2 separate regions of the Mus musculus genome follow, and region 2 is linked to region 1. The links are chromatin contacts, called in public HiChIP or PLAC-seq maps. All regions are on one chromosome and are shown on one strand. The core of a region is the stretch at or near the end of the contact, and the rest is flanking DNA. Distances in the headings are between cores, read along the strand shown. Region 1 holds the start of Pde5a (phosphodiesterase 5A, cGMP-specific). Region 2 overlaps Bcar3 (breast cancer anti-estrogen resistance 3).

Region 1 (5,577 bases), core at 1,948-4,447:
AACAACAGCAACAAAACAACCCCCCCCCCAAAAAAAACAAAAATACCCCAGGGAAAGGTATATGTAGATTGTAGTGATTGTGTGTGTGTGTGTGTGTGTGTGTGTGTGTGTATGTTTGCTTCTGCTTTGTACTGTTTAATTATAGCTTCTTTTGTTCTCTTTGTGTGGTTGCTTGGTTGTGCTAATTCCTCTCTTCAGTCTTAAGCATTGCTTCTAGTATTCTCTCTACAATTGTTTTCGTGGACATGAATTTTTAAAAAGCTGTTTGTATCAAAGACAGTTTTTTTTTTTCCTTCTTCCATACTTGCAAATAGTTTTGCTGGGTATAGTAGTCTATGTTGGCAGTCAAGGATTCTTAGAATTAGGATTTCATTGATCCACACTCTTCTGGATTTTAAAGTTCCCATTGAGAATTAAGCTGCTTTTCTGGTGACTTTCTCTTTACATGTGACTTGTGTTTTTTTCTTTCCTCTCTTGTAGTTTTCAATAATCTTTTTTGTGCTGCATATTTAGCATTTTATTTATAATGTGATGTGGGGTTTTTTTTGTAGTCTTTTCAATGTAATGTTCTGTGTGCTTCTTGTATCTGTATGGATGTTTCTATATGGGAAAGTTTTCTTCTATGATCTTTCTAATCTATACATGAAAATTCAAGGAATTACTCTTACCATGGTGTTAGTGTTATACACTTTCTGCATATTCATTTTCTGTACTTGAAATTTTTTCCACCATCTTTGATTGCTTTGTCTAATCTTCAATCTATTCTGTTTGTAAGGCTGTCTCTTGAGTTCTTTAGTCAGGTTATTGAGTTTTTTCCATTGTGTTTACACTTTAGCAGGAATTCTCTTCAATATTGCTATCTCCTTATTTAATCCTGATTTCAAACCCTAAATTGTCTTTGTAATTTCTTTCAGGTATATATTGCTATTTTCTTGAATGTCACTCAGGCATTTATTGTTATCTCAAAGTTCAATGTGGCGCCTGTGTCTTCTTTAATTTTCTTGAATTCTTTGATAAAGTTTATGATTGTTCTTTTAAATGTTGTGTTCTGAGGTTCATCGAAGTAATTCTTAGTAGAAAACATTTCTATAGGACTACTGTGTTCGAAGGGACACATAGCATCTTGGCTGTTTATATTGTGCTTGTAATGTGACTTGTGAGTGTGACCTTCTTTCTTTGGTTGTGTTTGAGGTAAGAATTTGTCCTGTCTTAGACTGGGCCGGTGCAGTGGCTGGGTGACTTAGCTGGCGCATGAATTCTTTGATTGGACTAGAACGAGCAAAGGTGGTATTGGAACCTTGTCCTGCACTAGCCCTGTGGGTGTGGATATGGCGAGACTGGTGGGACAGAGGAGGAGAGATTTATCAGGCAAAGCTGGCTGTTGGCCACAGGTCTGGAGGTAGAAGTGGAGATAGCAGAGAAGAGAGGGAAGAAATGACTTAACCAGCAAAGACAGCTTTGGAACTGAACCCCAACTTATGGAATAGAAGGAAGGACTCTTTTTATTGGATATTTTCTTTATTTGCATTTCAAATATTGTCACCCCCTGCCCCCGAAGCCCCCTATCCCATTCCCCCTCCTCCTGCATCTATGAGGCTGTTCCCCAACCCACCCACTTCTGCCTACTCGCCCTAGCCTACAGGACCAAGGGCCTCCTCTTCTTCCGTTGATGTCCGACAAGGCCATCCTCTGCTACATATGAGGCTGGAGCCATGGGTCCCTTCATATGTACTCCTTGGTTGGTGGTTTAGTCCCTGGGAGCTTGGGGGGGGGGTCGGGTGAAGGAAGAACTCTTTTTTTTTTTTTTTTATATTTATTTATTTATTATATGTAAGTACACTGTAGCTGTCCTCAGACACTCCAGAAGAGGGAGTCAGATCTTGTTATGGATGGTTGTGAGCCACCATGTGGTTGCTGGGATTTGAACTCCTGACCTTCGGAAGAGCAGTCGGGTGCTCTTACCCACTGAGCCATCTCACCAGCCCCCGAAGGAAGAACTCTTAACCACTCAGCCAGAATGAAGTGTCAATATGAACTTTGGAGGGAGCGGGCACAAACAGTTAAGGCCCAATTTCTAGCTATTATCCCAGAGTTCAGTTTTAAATCAGGTGACTTCCTGGTAGGAGGAATGTGTAGATATGGGGTGGGGGTGGGGTTCACCAACAAGGGGAAACTCCCTATTCGCTAAGCATATTTAATGTCATAGTAACATATCAGGAGAGAACTGTCATTTTAAAATCTAATATAATTTATCATGTGTTGCTTTGGTCATGGAATTTTATCACAGCAATAAGCAATGTAAGGCAATACTATTTCTGAGGTATCGATGCCAGTTAAATACAAATGAGTTCATTTTAAATCAGGCTAACTGGGTGTTCCCAGTTGTACATGGGTAGCTAGTGTTAGGGTTCGTAAGTCAGCAGAATCGTGTAGAGGTAGTCTTAGCTTCAAAATTCACAGGCCAAGGACAGGTGGTTGTCATTTTTATGTCCTATGTCTAACCGAATCTTGCGCTTCCATAAGGAGGGTCTTTGGTGTATGAATCAATGATTACAACTGATGTTAGCCTTAAGCTCGGATGTGGTTTTGATGGAAGCCACTGTGTCCCGTACCTGCAGGTTTGTCATAGCGGTTTCTTCCTCATGTCTCTCCCTAGCTTGTAGGGTTGGAGTGCTTTCCGGAGTCACTGGGAGGGCTGCTGTGAGGGAGATAGGTTCTGGGTCCTCTCCACCAAGAGTTGCTTAAGGAGAAAAGTGAGGTGGGGCTGTCCCTGTACTACTAAGAACGAAGAAAAACAATCACGTTAACTTTTTCCCACACTTTCTAGTGAAGCTCCTGCCTCTTGCCTTCTGGACTGTAGATGAGTCCTCACTGTGATCTTTCTGTCCTAGAGTTGGTTGGTTGGGAATTGCAAATCCACCCACTGTCACCTTTGCGCATAGAGGGAAGCTGACTCGGCCCACAGCGCACCCCAGCGGCGGTCTGGAGTCCTTCTAGCCTTGGCCACTTGGCTTCCGGAGGGCTCGCCAGTCAGCGCCGAGGCAGATGCAGAAAGCCGGTTTCCGCGGGACCCCAAGGAGGACGCCCGCCACCTGGGAACCTCGGGGACCTGGAGGGGCGGGGCTGAGCGAGCTCCGGGGCCGGCCCGCGTCTCTGTGGCTTCGCTGAGACACTGCAGGGACGAATAAAGGCAAAAGGGGAGGGTCTCGAACACTGTCCTGCTCCTCTGAGAGAGAGAGGTGGAAATCCGGCACCTCCGAGCCGCAGAGACGCGCGGCAAGCACCATGGAACGAGCGGGCCCCAACTCCGTGCGGTCGCAGCAGCAGCGGGACCCGGACTGGGTGGAAGCGTGGCTGGATGATCACCGGGACTTTACCTTCTCTTACTTTATTAGAAAGGCCACCAGGTAAGAAGAGGAGCCACAAAGGACACAGCCAGGGACATGAAGCGTGACCTGAGGCTGATCTCTCTCCCCCACCATTGAATTTTCCCCTCGATCCAACATTAAACAATCCCCGTTCCCAGGCCCTTTGCTTCGGAAGTAGCTTCTCGGTCCCAGTACGGACTGGAGTCCTCTACTTAAAGGGAGCACAGTTGAGAAGCGAGGCGTCGGATTAGAAAGGACTTGCCCACGAAGTTAAAAACAAAAGCGTACACCCGGCCCTGGAGCAAGATTACTCTCCCGGGCCTTCTCCCCTCCCCTCTACTCTCCCGGTTTCCCTCCCAAACCCGCTTAGCAAAAACCAAAACAAGCCAGAGCCCCTTCCCAGCGGCTCCGGAAGCACCACTGCGGGCGCGTCCCTGTGGTCGTGCTCCTCCCCTGCCCGGCTTGCTCTGACCCTGGAGGGGCGGGGAAGCCGGGGGGGTCTGGACCAGGCCACCGGGAAGCCTGGGTGCCGCAGCTTGCCCGGGTCGCCCCCAGTGAGGACTGTCGCCTTTGGTCCCCCAATAGTCCTCTGGTCATCCCTCTTCTGGCTGCGTCGCCGCAAGGAGGATTTTCGCGGAGCTTTGCGGCGCGCACACAAAGGGCGGGAGGGAGGCGGCCCGGGCGGACTCGGGGACCCGGGGACCCGGAGCACCCCAGAGGCCAGTTCTTCCTGGTCTCGAGCCAAACGCCGGGAGGCCGCTGCGGAGGGCGTGGAGAAGGGAGCCTGTCCTTTAGGATCCGACTGCTGCACGGGCAGTCGGGGCTCGCGCAGACTTGAGAGTGGAGCGGAGGGACGAGAGGGTGGAGCGGAGTGCGTGGCGGGCGGGTCCCCCGAAGCTCGAGGAGTCGCCGTGAAGCCCGCGCGCGCGCTTGCCTCCGGCGCGCCGATCTGGGCTGAACTAACCAGCTCTGCTTTGGAGAAGGGGCTGGAGCCCCGCCACCGGCGCCTTGGGGCAACGGCCGTCGAGCAGCTGGTGCTGGCCGCCCGAGCCGGGAGGGCGACTCTCGCCGGGCGGGGATGGTGGACGAGCCGGTGGGGACTCGCCCGAGCGCGGCCGCCACTCGGCCGGGCGCTGCCCGCCAGGGGGCGACGCAACGCGGGGTCCGCAGCCGGCGACCCGCAGCGAAGAGGCGGCGGGGGCAGTAGGGGAGCCGGTCGGGCACTCACGGAACTCCGTCGGCCCCCAGAGTCTCCCGAGTCCACCATCCGAGGAGTTCGCAAACGAGCGCCCCACCTTTGCTATGTTGCCCTTTGGAGACAAAACGAGGTACTTCCTTCAACATCCCGCTGGCCACTTTGTCTGGGGAAGGGCTGCGGGGGTTAGCGGCTGGCGGGGGCACCCCTCACACCTGCGGGAGATGAAGCCGCCCGATAGACGGGCAGTATGACTTTGTCTCACCTTGCTTTTTCACGGAGATACTACATGGGGGTCAGTTTTCTCTCTTTTCTCACGGAGCCTCTTCTGGACAGTTTTGGCGTTTTGCTTGTGAGTCTAGCCTTTCATGGCTGAGCGCTCTCTCCAGCCCAGATATACTCTAAGTACCCAGCCCTCCTTTCACCTCCCACCCCCATTATTAAGCCTTTCCCCATCAAATTCTGAGCATAGAGGGATCGGATGATAACACAGAAAGTAGAGCGGTTTCTTTTTAAAACATTACAGGAAGTTTGAGCCGAAGCACCAAGACAGACCATCTCGACCTAGAATTATCTTGCTGGGAACCACCAGTTTCCAGGGGTCACTAGTTACTCTTGAGACCTTCTGTCTCCCGTGTCCTTTCACTGTACACTCCCATCCTCTGCTCCCTTTGAATTAGAGCACAGAAAATGGGGAGGGGCCAGAGAGCAGGGCTGAGTTTTAAAGTATGCTTTGGAGATGTTCTTTAGATGGGCTGTTGTTAACAGTTGAAAGCTAAAAATACAGCAAAAATGACCCGTTCTTTGTTTTACCCTCTCCGCTTTAAAGACAAACTATGGATAGCTTACTGGAGGTTTTTGAGTGGTCCTAGGCTAGGGCACTGTTAAACCTTCCAAAAACCTTGAAAGAGTAGCAACATTGTAGTTGAAAGTAAAAAAGAGTCCTTTGATACATTTACTATTAATTTTTCCCCCTCTCAAGTAGAAATTAAAATTACAAATAAAAATACAATT
Region 2 (5,577 bases), core at 1,433-3,932, 210 kb before region 1:
GAGATAGCACACATATGAGGGTACATGTCCGTGTGTGGAGGTGAGAGGACAACCCCTCAGGTGTCCTGAGGACCTGGGGCTTGTCACTAGGCTGGCTCGAGAGCCCCAGGGATCCACCTATCTCTGCTCCTCAGCGCTGATGGTTAGGAGCCCACACAACCATGCCTGTCTTATTACGTGAACATTAGGAATCAAATTCCCGTTCTCATGCTCACACAGCCAGCAATGCATAGACCAAACTATTTTCCCCAGCCCCTCACTCAGTTTTATAGTTTATGATGTACATTAAGATCTTCAAATATCATATATAAGAAACATTTCGCATGCAGTCACTCAAAGAAATCCAGACACATTGCATCCTCAGCCACAGGGCTCGCAGGTACTTAGTTCTTTCTTTCCTCGCACTAAATGAACCCGGGCCAACACACTTTCTGATCTAGCGCCTTCCTCTCTCCTCGGCTCCTGACAGGTTGCTAGGATACTCGAAGTCTCTGAAGACAGGAAGAGGAGCATGGGTGTGAGCTCTGGGTTGGAGCTCATTACTTTACCTCATGGACGGCAGCTGCGCCTGGACATCATCGAGAGGTGAGCTTGCTGTCTCTGCGTCCCGTGCAGCAGGATAGGGGTGGGGATCGGGGGAGGAGGGAGAGGAGCAGCATCTGACTGTGACTCTCCCTCAAGCCTGAGCTATGTCTGGGACATCACACCTCCCTTGCCCCATTCCTGAACAGTGGCTGGAGGGTGGCCTCCTTTGAAGCCCTGGCTGGCGTGGCTGCAGCCAGAACGCTGCACCTCCTGCTGCCTTCCTCCCCTCAGGAGCATCTCCCGGTGTCTCTGAGCTTAAGACCTCCCGAAGAATTAGGATCTGGAAAGACTGAGGAGAACGGGTTCTGACCTCTTTCTTTAAGGGATGCTCCAGAGGACTGGGGTTCCCCAGGCTGTGAAACCACACTGCCATTTTCCAGAAACAGCAGCCCCTGGGTACTTAGTGTCTTTCCTTGTCGCAGCACTAAATCACCCTGGCAAGAGCATCCCAAGAAAGGGTTTATCTCAGTTCACAGCCCCTCATGGTGGGGAAGCCAAGACAGCAGGAACGTGAAGGATGTGGTCATGCTGTGTCCTCGGTCAGGAATGCAAGCTTTTGCCCCATGCCCTTAGCAGGGTCCCAGCTGGGGAGCGCTGCTGCCTACAGGGCCCTGTCTTCCTACCTCAGCTAATAAAGCCCCCAGGGGCCCATGTACTGGCAGATTCTAGATTCTCTCACCACCACACTAGGTGTTCATTAAAACACACGGGCATCTGTAACCTCAGGACTTGGGGGCTGGAGCAGGATGACTAAGTCCAGCCCAGGCTATAAATAAAGCCTTTTCACAAACAATAAACAAACCATGAAGCAAAGCCAAAGCATGCCCTTGAACATGGATCTTTAGAGATGAGACACACTTTTAACACAAGAAACACAAGACTTGATTTTCATATTAAAATAAAAGCTGGCCTCTCTTTCCCTCTCTCTCCCTCCCTCCCTCCCTCCCTCTGTCCCTCTCCCTTTCCCTCTCATTCTCACTAGTGTGCAAATTATCTCCCGGTCACCCTGACTGTTTTAGCTTCCAATATTGTTGGGTACAGCCCTGGCCAGTTGAGTTTTCTATGGTGCAGGAATGTGCTCAAACCACTGACTGTTGTGGCTACTGTATGTGGGTGGCAGAGGCAATGAAGAGAGGAAACATTTTAAATTTAAGTGTTAATACCCACTTGTGCAAGCAGCTGTTGGCCTCTGGGAATAAAGGCTGCATTCCACACAACTTTACAAATCTGAGTGTGGGGTGGCATGTCTGTAACTCCAGCACTGGTAAAGCCGCGGGAAGGAGGATCATAATTTCCAGGCCAGCCTGTCATATACAGGGAGTCTGTGTCATATATATAGGGAGTTTATGTCATATATACAGGGAGTGTATGCCATATATACAGGGAGTATATGTCATATATACAGGGAATATATGTCATACATGCAGGGAGTCCAGCCTAGGCTACATATGGAGACATAGTCATAACAAATAAAAACACAAAACAAATGGCTTTGAGGGAGTGAGGCGGAGGCTGGGGGGTGGCCAGAGGGAGGACAGATGTGTTAGAAAATGAACCCCCCAACTTTGTTCAGGCAAGCTTTGGGGAATTTCATGTCTGACTTCTGAGCCACCTGCTCTTCCTGACAAGACTTCTCACTTCAGCCTCCTCCCCTGTGGTTGTCTGGGTGGAGTGGTCACCCTCACTTCCTCATTCCGAGTAGATGCAGTGCAGTCTGGGATCTCCAGACACCTTTTCTTCCTGGCACCTAGAGGTGCGCTGGGGCCTGAGCTCTGGGCCTAAGCCCTGGCCAGCCTCTCTCTTGCTTGTCTTCTGACTTCAGCTCTGTCACGATCCCTCCCTTTTTGCTGCTTGCCTAGCCTCTTGCACCCTCATTTGTTTCTATCTCTCTCTGACTGTGGGATCTACTCACAGAGCCTGGGGGATAGTTTGACTAGTTACAGTGTGTTAACTAAGTAAAAGCCAAGGTCTTAGGTGCCCTGAATTGCACAGTGACTTCATTTCCTTGTTCTGGAATCAAACACTGGCTACCCTTGACGTCTAATTTACTACCTCATTCCTAGGCAGGCTAAGCTGGAAGCATTCATCTGATAAAAGGTGGGTATGGCTAGCTGTGGCCACAGACTGAGTCATCCCCACACAGCACCAGGAAGTCCCCAGCAGATACTAAGCAAGTGATTGTCATTAGCCAGTTAGCCACTGATGGCACACCACAAGAACAAAGCAGGGGGAATTGGTTCCTTGTTAGTTGAAGCCCCTGGGGTGTAGGGTTGAATTAACATTGTTAATGCTTTTACTAAGAGAGAGAACTCTTCCAACAAGTATTCCAAGTTTATCTGGGAATCTGGTCGGATTCATTGGTTAGAAAGACAAGAAATCAGGAATGGGACATAGTTGGGAGAAAAGGAAAGAGATGGGACAGACAGACAAAGTGAGTCAAGGTGGCCAGGTCTGATGGGGACAAGCCTGTCAGTTATAGCTTATACAGGAGACTGAGGCAGGAGGACCACAAATTCAGTAACTGAAGAGGCAAATGGATGAGACCTTGACTCAAAGTTAAAGATTAAGATGAGCTAGGGACAGAAGTCAGGTGTAGAGGGCTTGTCTTGGATGTACAAGGCCCTGGGTTGAGTCCCCAGTGCCTTGGAGAGGGGGATGAGAGAAAGAGAGGGAGGAAGGTGGGGGTTGGGGGCTTACAAATATAGATAGAGGTGATGTTATTTTTGTGACCACAGTTTATATTTTACAAACGTTGTCCCTGCTTTGCAAGTGAGTACTCTACACATACACACACACACACACACACACACACATACACACACACGACACTTAAAGACACCAGAGCTCATAACTCAGTTAACAGGTATTAGGAGAATTGGGAAGACTAAGTGTGCTCTGAGTCACTACCACCTCTGCTCAACAAGGGCGAGACACAGCCGGGAACAACAGCCCCGGGATGAGCTTTCAGGAGAGTATGACCCTGGAGTTTCAAAGGCAAGGCGGGCGTCATAGCTACAATTTTACTTCCAGTTCTTGCATAGTAGCCTGGAAGACTAAGACAATTTTAGCCCAGTGCAGTAAATTCCTGGGTTCAGAGGGGGAAGGAACTGGTCACTGTCTGAGCTTCCTGCCAAGACAGACCCTGCACATAGGGTCCCATTGTTATGTGCAGAAAAGTCACCATGTTTCCTGCCCTAAGGCTCTTGAGTGTGACCCTTGCAATTTAGGGTGAGAAAAAAGGAGAATTGGGGGTGGGGAGTAGATCCTCTGTTTTATTGGGGTCTGACCTTACAGCAAATTCCTGCCTGTGTTTCAGTCTCTCAGGCGCCTGTGTTGGGGCTGCAGAACACTCTTCTTGCCTCCTCTCTTCTCTTGTTCTGATACCTGTGACATCTTGAATCAAGTTCATATTCTCCCTATCCCCCCTCCCCGTCTCCGTCTCTCTCTCTCACACTCACCCCTGTCTCTCCTTTTCTATTCCCACTAAGTGGAGCTCCAGTCTTCCTGTATGTTGGGAAACCTGCTATCTCCTCGTGCCTCTCATGGTAAGAGAGAGAACACGCACCTCTGAGGTCCTCCTGCCCTTGTGGGCCACCTCGTGCTCCCATGTCCATGGGTGAGCCTGGTTCTGATCATGGTACATTCTTTACCTGGTGTTGGATGGACTTTATCGAAATCAGCTTTCCAAACTGGCTCCCAGCCAGTGGCACACAAATAGCCCTTCTGATGATTAAAGCCATTTTCTCCTCATCTTGTCGATCCGAGCCCGACCCTTTGGTCTTCTCCTTAGGCACAACACCATGGCCATTGGCATTGCTGTGGACATTCTGGGCTGCACAGGCACACTGGAGAACCGAGCGGGTACCCTCAATAAGATCATCCAGGTGGCGGTGGAACTGAAGGATGCCATGGGAGACCTCTATGCTTTCTCTGCCATCATGAAAGCCCTGGAGATGCCTCAGGTGAGATGCTGGCTTTGTGCAGCCTCCCACACAAGCATGCATTCAACACTCGTCAAAGAGTTCTATACGTCTCCACCATGCACGTCTGACTGCTCTGGCCAACCTCTAAAGATAAACGTTAGTGAAAGCCACGCCAGGGACAGGCAACCGAGAGCACTGTCCTTAGCATTTTGATTCTGTTTCTAAAAACACTGGTAATTGATCATAGTTCAATATCTCATCTTTGATGCAAAATAACAAGAGTTAGCCTCACTGCTAACAAGCAGTATTCCTGAAGAACCAGTCAGGGCAAGACACCATGCTGGAGTCTGTGGTATGACAGAGGCTGCATCCACTTGGGTCACCAGGGATGTGGCTATTTGGGGTAATGACTGGGGAAACCGAGGCATTTAAGGAACTTGTATCAGAGATTCCCTAGACCAGCGGTCCTCAATCTGTGGGTCCCGACTTCTTTGGGCGTCAAAGGGGTCACATGCCAGACATGTTACATATCAGACATGTACATTACAATCTGTAACAATAGCAAAGTGATAGTTATGAAGTGGTATTTTATGGTTTGGGGGGGTCACTGTGACAGGAGGAACTGTATTACAGGGCATTGTAGCATGAGGAAGGTTGAGAACCTCTGCGCTAGACTCGATTTGTCTCAAAGCATCTTCCCCAAGGTACTTCATTTAGGAAGTTGTCTCGCTGTCTCACTGATGATGTAGCTCCTCGGCTAGAATATCTCAGGCAGGGTCTCTGCCTTTGTGTGCACTGGCGGATGCTTTCAGAAGCCTGTCAAACACAATGGGCCTCCACTGTGAAGGAAGGGAGGTCTGCTGTCTCTGCTGCTCAGGTCCGCTTTCCCTCACGTAGGTGCTTAAAGAACTCTGAGTGGTAGAGTCAGTCAGTCAAGCCAGGTTCGGCCAGCAGCGTCAACACTGCTGGGTCTTTTATCTTGGCTGTTACCTACACACAGATTAGCTCCGAAATCCTGCCAGGTGCTCATAAATAGCCATCCTTCCCACAGAGGGATACAGCTCAGTCA

What was found. HiChIP or PLAC-seq counts read pairs in DNA pulled down with a chosen protein or histone mark.
Region 2: a FOXA1 HiChIP or PLAC-seq map of pancreatic cancer cells shows a contact between it and region 1. The contact joins the enhancer-like site here to the promoter of Pde5a in region 1. A contact is called at or near these places in 2 of 484 Hi-C or Micro-C datasets (extraembryonic endoderm stem cells and pre-megakaryocyte-erythroid progenitors), 2 of 115 datasets of contacts at active chromatin or transcription factors (pancreatic cancer cells and stem cell-derived neural progenitor cells) and 2 of 9 other capture datasets (adipose tissue and liver).

The regions. Positions count from the first base shown.
Region 1 is chr3:122,725,961-122,731,537 of GRCm38.p6, forward strand. It overlaps Pde5a (phosphodiesterase 5A, cGMP-specific), which reads left to right and starts at 3,198. Exons shown (of 21, transcript NM_153422.2): 1 at 3,198-3,407. The coding sequence starts at 3,286.
Region 2 is chr3:122,518,794-122,524,370 of GRCm38.p6, forward strand. It overlaps Bcar3 (breast cancer anti-estrogen resistance 3), which reads left to right. Exons shown (of 12, transcript NM_013867.3): 8 at 470-585; 9 at 4,376-4,547. Among named protein-coding and RNA genes, the nearest start is that of Mir7657, 20 kb to the right of the region's middle. Within about 2 kb of position 2,683, at least 114 of the 459 cell types and tissues checked have an H3K27ac peak or open chromatin away from gene starts, as enhancers often do. A contact at or near this core is called in extraembryonic endoderm stem cells, pancreatic cancer cells and pre-megakaryocyte-erythroid progenitors, where this site is marked.